2 separate regions of the Mus musculus genome follow, and region 2 is linked to region 1. A link is a contact called in public ChIA-PET data. All regions are on one chromosome and are shown on one strand. Each heading gives the region's core, a stretch centred on a gene start, on an enhancer-like site or on the middle of the called end of the contact. The rest is flanking DNA. Distances are from core to core; before and after follow the strand shown.

Region 1 (6,124 bases), core at 1,418-3,917:
CAAGTGCTGGGGTTAAAGGCGTGCACCACCACTGCCCGGCCTCTTCCCAACGTTTAAAAATGTTTCCACAATTTAATTTAATTCCCAACGATCAAGATTGCCAGGTGGTGGTGGTGCATGCCTTTAATCTCAGCACTATGGAGGCAGAGGCAGGTGGATATCTGCGTTCAAAACCAGCCTGGTCTACAGATTGTTTTCTAGGACAGCCAGGGCTACACAGAGAAACCCTGTCTTGGAAAAAAAAAATTCTTTGTAAATCAGGGGTCTAACCTAAGATGCCCATCACTGTTACCTCTAAAACCTAAAAAGCCAATCACTGTTCTCTCGACTGAGTAGATGAATTGCAGGGTCTTTTTGCCATGGCCTTGGCTCTGGGGCCTACACTGAGTTAGAGAGCTGGCGAGTGCTGGGGTTAAGGGATCCCTTGCAGGGATGCTATGGTGTGACAGGCACTGGCCTGCACAGGTACCTCACTGTCCCACCCACACCCCACACCTGAAAGAGGAAGCGTCTTATTTCTATTTTATAGAGGAAGAAACTGAAGCCTCAGCACATTGGGCAACTTCCTGGTGGCAAACAGAGGCAGCAGTGATGTGCAGTGCGTCTGCGCACAACTATCGCTTTGCCTTTTGGTTATTTTTGTTGAGAAAAAGGTCTCAGTTTGTAGCACAGACTGTCCTGAAACTCATAGCAATCCCCCGGCCTCTGACTCTGTTAGGGTTACTGCCATAAACTACCATATCCAGTTCAATTTGGCTTTTAGGATAATAACCTAACCCTAACCCACTTCCTGTGAGAAAAGTCAAAAGGGCCCCACTGACACCACCCACTCTATGGAGTTCTTAAACATGTCATCCGAGGGGACGGGGGAATCAGAAAAAAAGTGCTTACGAAGACTAGTGTGTTTTAAAAGCCTGGGTTTCCCGGCTTAGTGTGAGCTGGGGGTGGGGAGGGTGTTACCAGGTCTCACTTGTCCCACTGGTTAAATGACTGCAGATACCCGGAAGTCATGACTACCTCAAGTCCTGCTTCCTGGACTAGTTCACATTATGGGCCTTGGAACCGATGAGGAGAAAACAAGATAGATCACCTGGATTTAACCATGCCAAAACCACTGGAGACCACGGAGTTCAGGCCTCAGAGCCAAGCACCCAAGAGTCTCTCTCACCTTTGCCTGGGGCTCAGCATTCAGATGTGCTCACAATGAGAGGGCACACAGCAACCCAGGAGATGGCCTGTAGCGTTCTCGTCTTACAGACTGAGTCTCAGGAAGCTTATGGAAACTCCCAGGTCAAGGAGCTGGACTCAAACCCAGCTCTGCTGTCCTCCAAAGCCGAGATATGGTTCATTGACCCTGACTAGCTAGGATGGAGACTGGACCGAGACAGTGTGAGAAACTGTCTATGGCATCTGTACGCAGTTCCAAAGGTTGTGTAGAAACTACAAGACATAAATTCAGAGAAGGCCTTACAAGATGGGATTCACCACTCTCACAGACCTTACGTGGAGGTCCCCTCTAGCTAAGGCTGTCCAAGCAAAGCTGCAACTCTAGTGGGCTTTGACCAGGTAAGCAGAGAGGTAGTTGGAAATTTATTGCTCACACACAGCGGGTGAGAAAGAGGTTGAGAGCAAAGGGCCAGAGTAGTGGTTCTCAGTCTTCTTGATATTGTGACCCTTTAACATACAGGTCATCGTGCTGTGGTGACCCCCAACCATAACGTTATTTTTATTGCTACTTCATAACTGTAATTTTGCTACTGTTATGAATTGTAATATAAATATCTGAAATGCGACCACCGTGAAAGGGTCTTCCAACTCCAAAGGGGTTGCAGCCCAAAGGTTGAAAAATGCTGAGCTAGAGAGCAGCAGAGGTAGGTGTGTGTGTGTGTGTGTGAGTATGTATGTGTATGAGTATGAGTCTGTATGAGTGTGAGTATGTGTGTATATGAGTGTGTGTGTGTGTCTGTGTGTGTGTGTGATGTGAAGCCACCTTGCCCATTCTAAGTATACCCAAGTATTTGTGTCAGTGTGTAGTGTATGAAGAACATGAGAACGTGGCTTGAGGCCAGTCAGGAAGGTAATCAGGCTTTTCCCGAGTTATGTAAAACACTACCAAAATGAAGGGAAACTGGTCCTAGCGTTTGCTGTCTTGCTTGAATTCTAAACATTTCGGCCATGTTTAAATCCTGAATGGTGTGAAAGCCTGAGAGGGAGACGGTGTTTCTGATGGAAATCTTTCTTTGTTGAGTTCTCTAGTTCTTATCTTGGTACTTGTTTCTTGTATACTTGCCACTTGTGTCTTGGTGCTGGGCTAGCTATGGATAGCTTTCGCTTGGTGTGAAGAAAACAAAGTAGTGGGTAGGACTCCAAATCAGATTTCAGCTGGTGGTGGGTTGGGGCAGGCTTTTAGTTCGCGAGTTTGAGCTGAACAGTGCTGCCGGAGTCTCGCAGCACTGAGATATTAAGTTTGAGGACATCAAACAGGGACATAGCATTGAGATGGCCGGAGAATTTCATCCAAACTCTAGTGTTTGACCTGCTGGCAGTAAACTGCACGCTCAGACAAGCTCCACCCACCGAGGCGCCGACCGTGTGGCCATTGGCGGCCACCGCCTCCGCCACCTGCCCCTTACCTTGGGTGGGCGGGGCTACCTGGGCCCCGCCCCCTCGGCTCGGGTTCCCAGGCCTCCGAGCCTCAGGACCCGCCCCCTGTGCGAGGCCCGGCCGCCGGAGCCCGGGGAGCTTGGGCGCCTCGTGATGTCACGGCAGCTTTGATACAAAGAGCCCCTTCGGCCCACGCGGGTCTCCCGGCAACGGGTGCGGGCGGGGGCGGGACCGGCGGCTTCAACTGGTGCGGAGCAGCGCGCCTCCCGGATTGTTTTCTGAGCACGGTGCTGGCTTCGTCCCCGTGTACCCCGCCGGACCCGACTCGACCAGCCGCTGGCTTCTTGTTCATCTACAGCGGCCCGACCTGCAGCCGGTCGGGGGATGCGCTCCCCGCCGGCTCCCGGATGCCAGGTAAGCGGCGACCGCGGGACGCACCTAGCTTGCACCAGGAGTGGGAAGTTGGTGGATTCGCCTCTACCCTCCCTGTGCTGGCCAGGGAGATCAGAGTACCTTCGCAAAACCACTGACCCCTCTGCTTGCTCCGGGCCTTCGGCCAGCGCCCAGGTGCGAGCGTGAGCGGAACCAACTTGGTGCCCGAGGAGGGTGCCCGCGATCCCTGTGGCGCTGTTCCAGAAGTGTTTTAGGGGGAATCTGGTGGAAATGGGAAGAGAGCTTGTCAGCCCCCATCAGTGTCCTGCTCTTAGCTGGGCTGCTTCCCTAGGGAGCTGTAAGTGGTGAAGTTGTTTCCATAGGTGATGGCTGCTGCATGAAGCCAGTTTCCTGCTTTTCCCCTCTCACGGGGCATCTGAAGGGTTAGAAGACAGAACCAGCCTAGTAGTGTAGGGATTTGAGACAGGTCCTGCTTCCCCTCAGCAAGATGCTCCTATGGGTGGAGGTGTGCGCAGGCCACCAGCCTATGCCCTTGAGTCCCGTAAGAGCCCACAGTCCACCTCAATGTAAGTTGTTGACATAGTTGCTTCTCCGTTGCGACAAGTGTTTCCCAGGGCCTAGCATCGAAGCCTCTGTAAACGTGGTACCAATACAGCCCTAGACAGCATTCCGTCACCTCTCCATCTCCCACTTCTGGTCTTGCTTTCCCCAAAAGAGCTAGAAATGATTCGTTGCTGAACTCTTAAGGACTCACCAGTTTTCTACTGGCTGATTTATAGCACCCCTGCCCCCTCCCCCTAAAGTAGCAGAGGGGTCAGAGGTCCTGCCTCCGTGCTTGCTGCTCTAGTCATTTTGGATTGGGCCCCACTTTGCACTGGTTCCTGATGCTCTCCAAGCCTCTGTCTCCCTTCCCAGAGCAAGAGGCAGGTGATAATTGCTTGGGTTCCCACATTCCCTGGGGCAATTTCCAGGGCCCTTCCCTGGTGAAAGATGGTGTCTGTTATTGCTAGGGAAAGGAGTCTCAGTGGGGAGGGTTTTACGACTGCAAAAGACCACTGCTAGCTCCTCCACCCACCTTCACTAGCTGAGATCTCACGGTTCAGCCCCAGCTTCTGGTATTGTGGCACTGACCCAGACTTTAACCTGCTTAGCGGACTCTCACAGAGGCAGGGTTAAATACCCAGGGAACTTTATATGTGGGACACATCCTTGCCCTCCAGAGGACCTTGAGTTCCAGGGTATAATCTGACACCACCCAGCTACCTTGAATGCCTGGGCCAGTTCATGTTGGTTCTTTGAGGTCAGTGGCCTATAGATGTGGGGTAAGCTGGTGAAGAATGTGTGGCTGGAGCCTGAAGGCAGCACAGCTTGCTGGCTGTGCTGCCTGGTGGAAACCACTTCGGACCTTCAGATTCTGGGATTTAGGTGTGGGGATCGGAGTAAATGACAAGTCAAAGTTTAGAGAGATAAGACTGGGCTGTGGGGCAGGGATGGTTTACTGGCCAGGCCAGGTAAGCAAGCTGGACCGTCTGACCTTTGCCCCGAGGGAGATCTTATGGGACAGACTGCCTGGAGCCTGTCCTTGGTCAGGGCTTTAGCCAGGGGAAGGAAGAAAGGCTGAAGTTAGGAGGACTTGAGTGGTTTGAGCTGTCCTTTCTGGGGCTCCACAGGGCAACAGCATGGGGGCAGGAGGGGGTCCCCTTCTGTCTGTGCCAGGCCTAAAGCAAGTTGGCCCCTTCCAGCCTCTTGCTGTCCTGGGAGGCCTTTTCTCTGGGGCTGTCACAGCTCACTTAACTTTCCTGGTGGTGATAGCTAGGTGCCTTGTTTTAGGGGGCTGGAAGTTCTTCTCGGTAGCCTGTTGTGCCTATGGTTCCTCCACAGTGAATCTTGTCTTGAGGGACCTTAGGATATTACTTCTGTACATTTATTTTAGGTGAGGGTCAGGAGGAACTGGAACGGGGGAGGTTTCCTGTGAGATTGCAGACAGGCAGGCATTTCTAGGGTTGGAATAGCCTATGCAGAAAGTTCCGATCCACCCTCTGACCTATGCTGTCTCCCGGCACAGAGCTTGTGTTTTAAGTAGGAAGATTCATTGTCTGTCTCACCATCTGGCATTAGTGGGGTCTCGAGCCCAGGCCTCACCAGGTACACAGGACCCTGGGGTGTCGCTCTGTTTTCTCTGGGTCAGTTCTGCTAGCTCACGGCTTAGTAACTAGTTCTTTATGGTGTCAAATCACTGGTCATGACATGAGGAAGACCATCCTGGTGTCATTGCTAGAATCATGGGGATCCTGCTTCAACCAGCTGGGCGTATGGTTTGGCATGCCTGCCTGGTGTTTCACCGGTCACTGTGATCTTCTTTCCTGGATGGCACCTTGTCTCCTCCTCTGTCAGGTGGCATTTCAGGGCTTTGTGCTTTTGCCGTTCCTGTCAGCTCATATTGCCTGGCACAAGGCAGGCACATGCTGCTTCACTCGTTCACTACATAGAATCTTAGGTTCCTGTGCTCAGTGTTGGCGGAGGCAGTGAGTGAGATGCATGTGAGTCCTTGCTTCCTGGAGCTGCGATGTGGGAATGAGGCAGACTAGCCAGGAGTTAGACATCCAGTAAGATGGGGTGGGAAACAGGCAGGGTGAACAGAGAGCTGCTGGGTTTTAACCAGCGGCCAGAGAAGGGACACCTTGACGGAAGAGTAACAGGCGGCAGGAACAGCGACTGTAACGTTCCTGAGGTGGGCCCTGTGTCTAATGTGGTGTGTCCAGCAGGACTGCAGGGTTTAGCTGTGCCTGGAGACAGACCAGGGGAATAAGCTCTGAGAGACAGAGGGATCCTGCTGCTGTCAGACAGCTGGGGAGTAGGGTGCGGCTGGAAATCTGCCCTAGTCGCCGTTCGTGGAGTCCTTGGTTTTGAGGGGTAAATGGTATCTCTCAGAGAAAAGATGTCTGTGTGACTGAGTCTGCTGTCAGCTTCCTGACCTCAACCTGGGACTGGTCAGATAAGCCTGTCCACGTGACTCTGTGTGGGTTCGGAACATGTGTTCTCCACCACAGAACTGGAACTAGTAAAAGCCTTGCTGGTGACACGCTGGTAGCTGGGTCTTAGAGTTGTGCTTGGAGCTGGTCTCCTT
Region 2 (6,212 bases), core at 2,573-5,072, 410 kb after region 1:
TAACATTTCTGAATTATAAAAAACCTCAAGCATTAAGTGCTAGGACAAACAAGTATGTGCCTCACAATCTAATTGTGTATCAGATACCATAATCATAGCACCGTCTGGAACAATCACTCTTAGTGTTATAAATGATTCTAATCAATACTTTGATTATACAGGGTTCCTCATAGCTTATCTATGGTCCTGTATTATAAACTATTTCAAGGCAAAAACATCCCAGGGACTCTTCAGATGGTAAGAAATCTGCTAGTATCCTACGAAATCACCCAGGCATCCATCGGAGTGTAAGGATTTAACAGGTTCCCTTCGTCCCACCTTCTCGGACCAGGTCATCTGCAGTGTTGACCCCATGCTCTATGAGTTTCTGGCAGTCATCTAGTGGTTTGATGGTCTCCTGTTCAATGGTGTCCACCTCTTGCAAAAGGGTCACCAATCGCTCATCCAATAGCTTCCCAAGGGTTCCTTTTAAATCACTAAAATGCTGTTTGAGGACATCTCTTGTCTGTGAAGCACTCTCCTTTATCTAAAAAGAACATAAAACTCAAGTTCAGAATCTTTACACAAAGTTAGCGTACAGGCATCATTCATAATTACCTAATTGTATCACACAACCACCACCTTCCACTCATTAAAAAAAAGATTGTATGTTGTGCTGGGATTGAACCTATGGCCTCATGCACACTAGGCAAGCATTCTACTGCTGAGTTATTATATAACCACAGTGCTCCCTTCTTTGGCTTGTCTTAATTAAGACGAGATCTAACCACGTAACCTACGTTACATAGTAAGTTTATAATCTTCTTACCTTCTAAGTGCTAGGATTACAGGGTGCATCATCAACCCAGATCACCCTCATTTAAAAAGAAGGGTAGGGGATGAGAGGGTCTTCAGTATAGGTCTGCCTGGCCTGGAGCTTGCTCTGATCCTGTGACCCTCTGACCTCAGCTTAGCAGAAAATTTTAATGTAGCTAAGCATGGGAGAACAAGCCTGTAATACCAGCACTCAGGAGGCTGAGGCTAAACGCTCATAAATTTGAAACTTGCTCTCACAAGAAATTTTTTGTTAATTGAGTTATATACACTCAAGGTACACTGTGTTTTGATACACATATGAGCAGTTGATACTTCTGTCAAGCTAATCAATGTATCCATCTTTTGACATAGTTACTTTATTTATTTTTTCTTTTTTTTTTTTGGGGGGGGGGGGAGGGGCAAGGTTTCCCTGTATTGCTTTGACTGTTCTGGAACTCACTCTGTAGACCAAGCTGGCCTCAAACTCAGATCCAAGAGTGCTGAAATGAAAGATGTGAGCCACCACACCTGGTTTGATGTAGTTAAAGAAAACTTTTAAAACTATATGGAGAGAGAGAGAGAGAGAGAGAGAGAGAGAGAGAGAGCGCGCAAGCGAGCACGCATTTGTAAGGAATGTGTGTGCAGAGCTCCTGTGCACAGCACCTGGGCCTTCACCTGTGTGTAGAAGACTTTTGAGGGTCAGTGCTCCCGCTCCACCATGTGGGCCTCAAGGACTGAACTCAGGTTTTGGGACTTGGAGCAAGTACCTTTATCCAACAAGCCATCTTGCCAACCCAATGATTACTTTCTGTGGTAAGAACACTGAAGCTCTCTCTTAGCAATTTGCAAAATACAATATAGTTCAGGGCACAGTCCCTGCCCTATACATTAATGCTCCAGAATATGTTCATCCTATCACAGAAACCCTGCACCGTGGTACCACGTATCACTATTTCTCCCCACCTTGTTCCTGCTGACCAGTATTCTACTGCATGCTCCTATGAATCCTTTTCAGATTCTACAGAAATGAGATCATGTAATCCTTCCCTCGTGTTTGCTTGTTTCATGTAGCCTCTTGATGACAAGCATGTGTCACCATAATCAGCTTTGTTGCTGCTGCTGTCATTTTTTTTAAATCTGCTTTACTTTTGTGTCTGTCTGTCTGTCTGTCTGTCTGTGTACGTGCACGCACGCATACGCGCAGGGGCACAGATGTCTTCCTAGATCACTGTTCATTTCATTTTGGTGAATACAATCTCTCACTAATCACAAACCTCGGTGATTGGTGGGACAAGCTGGCCGATAACTGGATCGAGTTGTGATTATGAAATGTTCTTTGCAAAGGGATTCTGTGTGCTCCCTGCTAACTCAGACTACAGGGTTGAGACCAACTGAACACAGCTTAGGAGGAGTAGGAGGGACATACGCTCAGAACTCTCACTTGTCACAGGCACATTGGTGAGTCTGCCCACATTTTAGATGCACTGTCCTCGGTCCACAGAGCCAAGTTTAAAAATCTTTGTGCTAGGAGTTATAACAGAAAAGTCTTTGCATCTCACATATATTCTGAAAGCAAATAAGCTGTTTGTAGTCACCAGATGTTTAATAAAATGTAATGGGCTGGGCATGGTGGCGCACGCCTTTAATCCCAGCACTTGGGAGGCAGAGGCAGGTGGATTTCTGAGTTCGAGGCCAGCCTGGTCTACAAAGTGAGTTCCAGGACAGCCAGGGCTATACAGAGAAACCCCGTCTTCAAAACAAAACAAAACAACAACAACAAAAATGTAATGGATAGGGGCTGGAGAGATGGCTCAGCGGTTAAGAGCACTGATTGCTCTCCTGAAGGTCCTGAGTTCAAATCCCAGCAACCACATGGTGGCTCACAACCACCCATAATGAGATCTGGCGCCCTCTTCTGGAGTGTCTGAGGACAGCTACATTGTACTTAGATATAATAAATAAATAAATCTTTTTAAAAAAATGTAATGGATAAAACACAGTCCATTTCCTCTCAAATACTAACTATAAGTGGGACAGTTCAAACACACGACCTGGGATATGACTCAGGAGTGTAAGCATCTAGATTCAATCTCCAGCAGTAAAGGTGCATACCTTTAATCCGAGCACTTGGGAGGCAGAGGCAGGCAGATTTCTGAGTTCGAGGCCAGCCTGGTCTACAAAATGAGTTCCAGGACAGCCAGGGCTATAAAGAGAAACCCTGTCTCAAAAACCAAAAAAACCAAAACCAAAACCAAAAAAAGAGCTCCCAAAGCCATCATTTTGTTTTACAAACAATAGTAGTTTTATGATCTATTATATACTATTCTAACTCTTAATCCTCTTGCCAGCTTTCTCTTGACTGGAATATTAACATGTGTACACACACACACACACACACACACATACACACACATACACCTACCAAAAATGAATAATATATACATATACGTGTGTGTATGTGTGTGTGTGTGTGTGTGTCAGCACAAGCCCTTAATCCAGCACTTTGGAAGCAGAGGTAGGTGGATCTCTGAGTTCAAGGCCAGCCCGGTTTACAGAGCTAATTCCAGAATAGGTTACACAGAGAAACCCTATCTCGAAAAACCAAAAAATAAACTAAAAAACTACAGAAAGAAAGTCTTATGACTTTTATATTGTTAGCAATGCACAGTGTCAGGCTCTAGACCTGATGCATTTGTTTGTTATTTTGAAAGTCAATATCTCATGGATACCAAGCCTCAATCTCATTGTAGTTCAAGAGGATCCTGAACTTCTGATCTTTCTTCTTTCACCCCTCCAAACTACAGGTAGGTCCCCCCATGTCCAGCTTCAAGCATAGTGGGCAAATACTCTCCCAACTGAGCTACATCTCAGGCCCAGCCCCAGAACCTGAATTTTTTAAGACCATGGTTGATTTATAAATGCAATATAGGTAGAATAAAGTCCACTGTGCCACATTTCAGACCTTCCTCTAAGAGGAAACTCTGCACTTGAGCACTGAACCAGCAAGGCCCTGCCTGGCTCTTTAACGGATACAGCATATGCAGGAAGTGCCCTGGTTAGGTAAAGTCAATTTCCTCTTTAGAAAGAATTCAGAAGCTCCCTCAGAAATTGCAAGCCCGTGTTATTTTGTTGGTTTTGTCTGACAACCTTAGGGAAAGAGGAAATATGTCAACATTAGTGAGGACTGTGGAGGGAAGCCTCCACTTCCAAACCTGCCCCCCAGGCGCTCGCCGGGCATGCATGTGGTGTCTGTTGTTCACAGAACACCAACCACTGCCTTTTCAAACCTCCTTGGTTTTCCCTTAGATCATTTTCTTCTTCCAAAAAATAGCTCACAGTTTAAAGCTCAGTCAACATTAATCTAACCATAGTAATCAAGTATCAAGTTTTTTGGCTTTATGAAAACAGTTCACTGATGAGTCTCCCAGTTTGAGGTAGGCTAATGTGTTTCCTCTTATCTGACTACAGCATCATACCTGCACAGTCTACAATGGAGGGAAAAAAACTCAAGACTTCCCTGTGCCCCACATCTGAGTCCAGGAGCCATGTTCTTGCTACCGAGGTGATTTTGACTTACAGATGTGATTTTAACAAGTTCCAAGCAAGATGGCACACTTCTGTAATCCAAACACTCAAACGTAGAGGCAAGAGCCAGAGATCTATTGAATAAGTTCCAGACTAGCCAGTGCTATACTAGGAAACAATGCCGATAGTTCTAGGCCAGCCAAGAGAGAGAGAAAGTATAAATGGCAGGCAACTTAAGGACTCCAGGAGGAAACTGTAATTTATACAGTTTATATTCGTCAGTCATATTCTGAACTCCTACTGAAACCTCCAGTGTGACAAGATCATTAAAACTTTTCTTTTCTCTTCTCTTCTCTTCCTTTCTCTCTTTCTCTTTCTCTCTCTCTCTCTAGCCCTAGCTGTCCCGGAGCTCACAGAGATTTATCTGCCTGCCTCTGCCTCCTCAGTGCTGGATTAAAAGTTTGCTGTCACCGGCCATCCTTGCAAGATTATTAAAAGTGACAAGATTATTTAAGCTCACTGTTTAACCTTTTGAAGGTAACAGGATGATGAGCTCACAAAATACTATCCATTGATACAAGACAACACACAACTGAACTACTTTCCTCAGAGTTTAGTTATCAAAAGGTCATAAAGTTGGGGCTGGAGAGATTGCTCAGCAGTTAAGAACACTGGCTGGTCTTCCAGTGGACCCAGGCTTAATTCCCAGCATCTACATGGTAGCTCACAAGGCTATAACTCCAGCTGCTGAGTATCTGACACCTTCACACAGCTATACATGCAGGCAAAACACCAATGCACATAAAATAAATAAGTCATTTAAAAAGATCATACAATGTATTTTTTAAAGATTGATTTATCGCCGGGCAGTGGTGGCCCATGCCTTTAATCCCAGCACTTGGGAGACAGAGGCAGGTGGATTTCTGAGTTCGAGGCCAGCCTGGTCTACAGAGTGAGTTCCAGGACAGCCAGGGCTACACAGAGAAACCCTGTCTCAAAAAAGCAAAAAACAAACAAACAAAAAAAGAGATTTATTTATTTATTTTATGTATCTGAGTACACTGTAGCTGTCTTCAGACACATCAGAAGAGGACGTCAGATCCCATTACAGATGGTTGTGAGCCACCATGTGGTTGCTGGGAATTGAACTCAGGACCTCTGGAAGAACAGCCAATACTCTTAACCCCTGAGCCATCTCCCCAGCCCCTATAAAATGTATTTAAACCTTAATTAAGACCACACCTTTAGGGCTGGTGAGATGGCTCAGTGGGTTAGAGCACCCGACTGCTCTTCCGAAGGTCCAGAGTTCAAATCCCAGCAACCACATGGTGGCTCACAACCATCCGTAACGAGATCTAAAGACAGCTACAGTGTACTTACATATAATAAATAAATAAAACCTTTAAAAAAAAAAAAAAAAAAGACCACACCTTTAATCCTAGCACTCAGGAGGCAGAGTCAGGTGTGATTAGACAGTGTCTCACTAAGTAGCCTTGGCCTGGAACTCATTATGTAGCCCAGGCTACCCTTATACTCCCAGGAATCCTCCCTCCTCAGCTTTAGTGATAAGATTATGAATGTGCTGCACCAAAGAACTAACAGCTTCTAACCTGCTGAACTTTTGCAGTTTATTATACAGCAGGAGATAATCAAACAGCATGGTGAGACAGATGATTAACTCTAGATTAACTGCATTAATGAAGAAAATGCACATCATCAAGATTACAATCTAAGAAGAATCTCTGCAAAACTACACCCACACATTCACAAAGGCTTTCATTTACATGTTTACTGAGTTGATTATGTGCCAGGAATCTGGATTGTAAAAACGATTAAGGCGGGGCTGGAGAGCTGGCTCAGTGGTTAAGAGCACTGGCTGCTCTTCCAAAGGA

What was found. ChIA-PET counts read pairs in DNA pulled down with a chosen protein or histone mark.
Region 2: a contact with region 1 is called in an RNA polymerase II ChIA-PET map of memory CD8 T cells, with 12 read pairs. The contact joins two enhancer-like sites. A contact is called at or near these places in 4 of 115 datasets of contacts at active chromatin or transcription factors (astrocytes, embryonic stem cells, memory CD8 T cells and 1 more).

The regions. Positions count from the first base shown.
Region 1 is chr11:79,657,839-79,663,962 of GRCm38.p6, forward strand. All of the region lies in intron 3 of Rab11fip4 (RAB11 family interacting protein 4 (class II)), which reads left to right. Among named protein-coding and RNA genes, the nearest start is that of Gm30718, 14 kb to the left of the region's middle. Within about 2 kb of position 2,668, at least 205 of the 459 cell types and tissues checked have an H3K27ac peak or open chromatin away from gene starts, as enhancers often do. A contact at or near this core is called in memory CD8 T cells, where this site is marked.
Region 2 is chr11:80,063,874-80,070,085 of GRCm38.p6, forward strand. Crlf3 (cytokine receptor-like factor 3) reads right to left here. Exons shown (of 8, transcript NM_018776.2): 2 at 319-526. Among named protein-coding and RNA genes, the nearest start is that of Crlf3, 14 kb to the right of the region's middle. Within about 2 kb of position 3,823, at least 89 of the 459 cell types and tissues checked have an H3K27ac peak or open chromatin away from gene starts, as enhancers often do. A contact at or near this core is called in memory CD8 T cells, where this site is marked.